Linked DNA regions of Arachis hypogaea: region 2 is linked to region 1. The links are chromatin contacts, called in public Hi-C maps. All regions are on one chromosome and are shown on one strand. The core of a region is the stretch at or near the end of the contact, and the rest is flanking DNA. Distances in the headings are between cores, read along the strand shown.

Evidence for each region. A called contact is a pair of places that touch in the nucleus more often than the background predicts.
Region 2: a Hi-C map of an unstated tissue shows a contact between it and region 1, with 3 times the contacts expected there. The contact joins the promoter of LOC112754709 here to the promoter of LOC112754706 in region 1. A contact is called at or near these places in 2 of 8 Hi-C or Micro-C datasets (leaf and an unstated tissue).

Annotation. Positions count from the first base shown.
Region 1 is chr16:115,857,342-115,860,662 of arahy.Tifrunner.gnm2.J5K5, reverse strand. LOC112754706 reads right to left here and starts at 1,853. Exons shown (of 11, transcript XM_025802430.3): 1 at 1,738-1,853; 2 at 1,523-1,571; 3 at 850-1,014; 4 at 647-749. The coding sequence starts at 987.
Region 2 is chr16:116,322,944-116,326,296 of arahy.Tifrunner.gnm2.J5K5, reverse strand. It overlaps LOC112754709 (protein DETOXIFICATION 21), which reads left to right and starts at 1,527. Exons shown (of 8, transcript XM_025802435.3): 1 at 1,527-1,771; 2 at 2,384-2,922. The coding sequence starts at 1,535.

The DNA of each region.
Region 1 (3,321 bases), core at 604-3,103:
AACCATAGATTTTTTATTCTTTGCTTTATAAGATTTCAAACTCAAGTAATGCTACACAACCACTACGTGCCTCCAAACTCCATTCCTAGCCTATTATCAGTCACCCTCCTCAATTCAGTCAATTAAATCTTCTAATTATAATAGAAATTTGGAGTTAAAAATAATTGTATAAACTGCTACTATAAATATTAGGACTTTTAAGGGGGAAAAGGATGTTCATTGCCTTTATTTTTACTCGATTCCCAACAAAAGCAAGGGATTTTAATCCCGTTTAACCAGAAGTGGTGCAAAATTATGTCCAGAAAAATCTAGGATAGAACTCATGAACTATGAACACAAGAAAAATATGCCATCATAAATGCAGGGTTTCCTACGGTAAAAAGGGCAAAAAAGGGGAGAATAAAGGGCAAAAAATAATATGGTAAAAAGGATGTGTCCTTCGGCATATAAAGGGAGAATAAGCTATTTGCCTAATTGGAGAAGATAACTAAAACAACAAATTACTTATTAACAAAAAAGCCAGTGACAAACAGTCAATTATTGCGATTCTTGCTAACCAATGTGAAACAACAAACCACTTCATTATTCATATCATGGAGACTTAGCTGTAACTATGAGGGAAGTCAAAACTAAATCATACACATACCAAACCACTGTGCCCACTGCGCAATAAGGTTCGAAAATAAGAATGTCCAATGAAACTGTGCTTTCTTCCTCTCATCATCCCAAGTATCATCAAGTTCATTTGTCTGTATAAGATTAAAAAAAATCACAATTTAAGAACAGATTAAACAAATGAATTTAGAATAAAAACCAAACCAAAACAGATAACCACAAAGAATCTCTTACCCTCCTACTACCATATGATTCATCGTCGCCCAGTAAGGGCTCACTCAAATTATCCAATCCCGAACTCTCGTAGTGCGCCCTGCTTCTATCACCAACATCCCCATGATGGAGCCTTCTTCTCAGTGTTCTTGATGACATCAATATGACTCTTTATAATTGGCTAGCCTATCAGCCAAAAACAGAACCTTTTCTAAGAAACCAGCAAAGCTCAAGACCATAATCATCAATATACCAAATATTAAATAAGACCCAAAACAAAAGCAAATATTTTTTATTGATCACTCAGCTGCTGAGCATTACTATGATCCATCAAGCACCAAAACATTCCCTCATTCCCTCTAATTTTGCTAACCCTAGATGAAAAGCTTATCAAATTGATCAACTAAATCGACAGTAAAAACAACATAATGAACCAAAATTGAGCTGATACTTCAATACGGGGCACAAGTGCACAACAACGATGGAAACAAACACGATAAACACACACACATACATGAATTAAGATAAGCAATTTCATATACCCTAAAGAGGAAAGATGAAAAGTTTACTATTTGAATTTTTTTTTTTCTTAAAGAAAAATGGGCTCCTTTTGCTTCCTCAGCTGATGCCGAATCGAATAATGTAGGATGCGGATTAACAGAAATTGGGGGCGAAGGGTTCTTACTATTTGTACCTTAATTTCACGGAGGGAAAGGAATCCTCGTACGTAAATGCAAAACAACCTAAGAAACCGGAAGGGTTTATAAATTTCAAAGAACTAATATTGCTTATATCCAATTGCTATTGCTTTTCGTGCTTGTTAAGGAAAATTTTGGAAAAAAAAAAAGAATGAAGAAAATAATAAAATAATTGAGAGAGAAGGAAAGAATCGAAGTTTTGGTGTGTTACCGAATCAAGAGAGTAGCCACAGCTGAAACGCGTTCTGGTCTGGGTGTGCAAGCTCTTGACTTGTTTTTTGGGTAGATGGCAACCAACTGACCAAGGAAAGCAAGGAAAACGAACATAAATTATTCTTATTAATTTTTCATATTTATACATTTTATTATTATATTTTTTTTATTTTTTAAATAAAAAATAAAAATAAATTAAAGTTTTATAATACGTTCTAATTTATCACTATTTATACTCCGACCCAAAAATACAGCTAAGCCCAAAAAGAACAGAAGCCCACCCAATAAAAATGGCCTCATCCACTCCTATGAGGTCGGGTACGACGATAGCAGTTCAACCTTATTTATCTGAATAAACAACGAACTCTTAAAATATTTTTCACTTATCTCGAAGGGAAATCTTAACAACTTCCTTAAAAAAAGAGAACAGTTATCCACCACTTACGGTAGAACTACTCCAAAAATTGGTTATTTTTTCTACTATAAATACGCTGACACCCTCAGATATATTCAGAATCCAATCTACAAAAAACCTGCCTACAGTCTTTGCTAACTTAAGCATCGGAGTCTCTTGTAGGTACCACCCTCCACCTCCTCACAAGAAAACTCAAACGGCGGCTCCTCGGCACCAACACAAGTTGGATGCTGCCTCATAAGGAATCTGGACCTCACATTCTGGCCCTAATCATCGTTTCAGATAATTCTCGAAACATTGGCACCGTTGCCGAAGACCTGGAAGCTACACCTACGAATGGCGGACAATCAATTCAAAGATGGCTATACGGCATCTAAATCGGAACCGGAGCCTCACAACGACGATTGAGCACTTGTGTTACCTCCAACACGGGAAAGAACAAGTACCCCCCCCCCCCGAAGAAGGTACATCAGGAAATCCGCCACCATGGCAGATCCATTCAGAGATCCACCCACCCGAAGATGAAGAACCTCCTCATCCCACGGTGATACTGGGACTCTTACATGGGCATCGCGGTCGATTAGAACAACTTGAGCCAAAAGCTGAATGGACAACGAGAAGCGAAAAAGGAATTACGAAAAGAGATATGATGACAAAGAGAGCTGGAGGAAAAGCTCTCGAGATTAGAGGCCGACCTAAGAAGTCGGAGAAATCGGGCTAAAAGAGAGAAAAGTCCTCTTAGAGGGGAGGACCATTCATTGAAGAAATCATGCAAGCACGGATTTCCAAGAGCTTTAAAAGTTCCGATAAGGATCTCCACAATGGAACGACCGACCCAAGACATCACCTCAAAAGTCAGATGTACCTAGCTGATGAGTCTGATGTAACTCATTGCAAGGCCTTCCCGACAACGCTGACCAAAGCAGCGATGAAATGGTTTGATAACTTACCGCCCAGGTGGTTGACTTGTTTTGATGACCTGGCAAGGAAGTTTCTGACCTGATTTTCAATTCAGAAGAATAAAGTCAAACATGCTCCAAATCTCTTAGGGGTAAAACAAGAGGTTGGTGAAGCACTCCGAGATTATATAGAAAGATTCAACAAAGCTTACTTGGAAATACAAAACTTACCTCTTGAACCAGTGACAATGGGGTTCGTCAACGGCCT
Region 2 (3,353 bases), core at 278-2,777, 470 kb before region 1:
TTTCTATATATCCTGTGTGTTCATATATACAACATGCTTCAAATTATATTATTGTAATGTATGTGGTTAAATTCTTCAAATAGCTCTGTTAAATTGTTCCTACACCTTCCTTTTTTTTTTTTAAGGAAAAAAATATGTGACGACTGATTACGGATAATTTTCTCAAATTTTACAAATACAACAATATATTAGATTAAAATATCTACATACATATATATATTTTTACACTAACACTGATATTGCATAAGATTCTTTATTTTTTATGTAAGTACACATTCACTAGATATGGATGTGGAGGTGCATGTGTACTATCTTCCTATACAGTAAAATTGAATTCACTCTTAAGTTTATTCATTTAAATATAATTATTATTTTATTTAGTTATCATTCAAAAGAGAAGAAAATGACATTTTTCCTCTAAAATTAAACTACCTTGTTGTATTACATCACTCTTAAAATAGTACAGGTCCTTTCTTATTCAGGTCATCATGAAAGAAATAAATTTTTAATTTCAAAGTAAAAGGTCTTCCGAAAAATATTGTACATGTAATTTCTCAGATTGAATAATTACGACAAACTTTGGAGGTATTCCCAGTACTAATGGCAACAATAATGAGGTGTCTTTTCTATGGTTTTCTAACAATAATAATGGATAAAATTTTCTCTAATAATGGAACAGTGGAATCTGGTTAAAAGACAAACTACCCAATACTACTAGCCACATCCATAACAAAACTCTGTTTTTGGTATTAAGTAAAAGAAATTATGATTCTAGGACAAACCGATAGTTCTCTAAACACAGGTGTTAGATTCTTTCCTTGAATTTTTCTTCTCTTGTCATTTTCATTGCAATTCTATTAGAGTATTTTTGTATTATATTCGAAGTTTGATTGTGAGATTATTAGTTAATTAAAAGAGATAAAGCATCTGTTATTCCAACTGATTATGTGAATACACATTAATTAAAAAAAAAATAGAGTTTATGATGTTTATGGTTATGGGGATTATAATTGCTAATCAATTTTAACAATATTTACAAAATATTATTAAAATTAAAGTCATATTTTTTAAATTCAATAATATTTTTTATTTTTAAATTAGACGACATTGTTAAATTGTAAAAAGAAACATTACTTTAGTTTTAGTAACACTCTTTAAATATCGCACTTGTTTAGGCGGACGAATGAGTTGACCACTCGACTAACCCAAGTTGGTTAACCATTATATCTTTAAACACCATAGCATCTCCCTAATAAAAATTGCGTAAGTTACATCTAAATACATTAAAAATTTAATTTTGATATACAAAGCACTATTTCCAAATATAATGCATAAAAAATAGAGTGATAAAAAGTTAAATAAATAGGATCTAAATTTTCATTTTTGGAATCAAAGGTATTCGATAAAATGATGCCCTAAATGAACAATAACCAAGTTATCTTGATCAAAAACATCTGTGAAATAATTAAGGCACTACTGCATGCAAAGACATGAATTGCTGATTGAAAATTTGAAATATTAGCAGAAAAAGAAGATGGGGAAGGAGGAAATAAACGAGAAGCTTTTGCAAAAGAATTCATCAATTGGGAAAAGGGTATGGAAAGAGAGCAAGAAGATGTGGGTAGTGGCCGGGCCAGCCATAATGTCAAGGTTCTCAACATTTGGTATAACTGTGGTTAGTCAATCCTTCATTGGTCATATTGGATCCACTGACCTTGCTGCCTATGCACTTGTCATGACTTTACTAGTCAAATTTGCAAATGGTGTTTTGGTAAGACCTATTTTTTCATTTTTTTTATTTATTACAAATATAACTATTTATGTGTTTTCTTCTATCACTTTCAAGATAAGTAAGTATTTTTATATGATATCAGAACTTCCATGATCTAAAAGATCTAAGATTCTACCATTGATTAAAAAAAACAATAGAATTTTAGTACAAGATAAAAAAAAACTATGCAAAATTTCGTTATATCCTAAAGAGCTTTGGTACGAAGAGGCATGTTAGAGATGTTGCCGTTCACACAAACACAAAGACATCATTTTTCTTTTCTTTCATTATTTTCATATCTGACATTTTTAAGAATAACTCCAATGAATAGTTATTCTATTTGGTTTCTATTTCTATGCTGCAGTATGACAAAAAATTAGAATATAATTAGAACTTTTTGAAAGCGCAATTAGAGTTATTCTTTAGAATTTATTTTCTATAGTATAATAATAGTTTTCTACAAAAAATAAAAAATAAAATACCAGTCAATTTTGTTGGAGTGTTCTTATAATGTATCAGATTTGTACAAGCTTTTGTGTATGATGTTTAATGTGTAGTCTACTATTTAATTAACAAAGTTAAAATAATGGCTGGGAAAATTGAAAATTGTAGCTAGGTATGGCAAGTGCATTGGAAACTCTATGTGGGCAAGCATATGGAGCCAAAAGATATGAGATGCTTGGAATATATCTCCAAAGATCATGGATAATCTTGTTCATGACCTCACTACTCCTTCTTCCAATTTTCATCTTCACAGCACCACTCTTAAAGTTTCTAGGCCAAGAAAAAACCATTGCTGAAGTGGCAGGAAGCATTTCACTATGGTCAATTCTTGTGGTATTTTCATTCTTAGTTTCATTCACATGCCAAATGTTCCTCCAAGCACAGAGCAAGAACAAGATCATTGCATACCTTGCAGCACTTTCAATCTCAACTCATATTTTTCTATCATGGCTTTTGACTGTGAGGTATAAGCTTGGGCTTAATGGTGCAATGATTTCAACAGTTTTGGCATATTGGATACCTAATTTGGGCCAGCTTGTTTACATCATGAGGAATTGTCCTCAAACTTGGAAAGGTTTCTCATTTTTAGCATTTAAGGATCTTTGGCCTCTTGCCAAGCTCTCTTTGTCTTCTGGGGCTATGATGTGGTAAGAAATTCATTAACCTAACTCCCCCATCCTCTCCTCTTTCATCAAAGATTATGAATGACATCAAATATAAAGTCTAATGAATTAACATGAAAAATGATTGAGAGTCCTAATTTATTCTCCTAATTATCCTCCTAACTTCTAAACAAAGAAAGTTTAGTACTCCTAATCATTACTCAATTAATATTGTTATGTCCCCAATGGATTAAAATTCTAAGGCTCTTGCTTAACTTTTTTAAATGAAGTTTTCATTTTTTTATTTTTTTGGACCAATACAAGCATTGGTTACCAAAACTCAAATAATATCTACATCTATATATATATTAAGAAAAAAAAAATGAAAAACCAACTTTAAATTAATCAACATTAGCCAATTTTAAGATTTAGGTTTATAATTTAAGAATTATAATTAACAATTTATGATTTAAGGT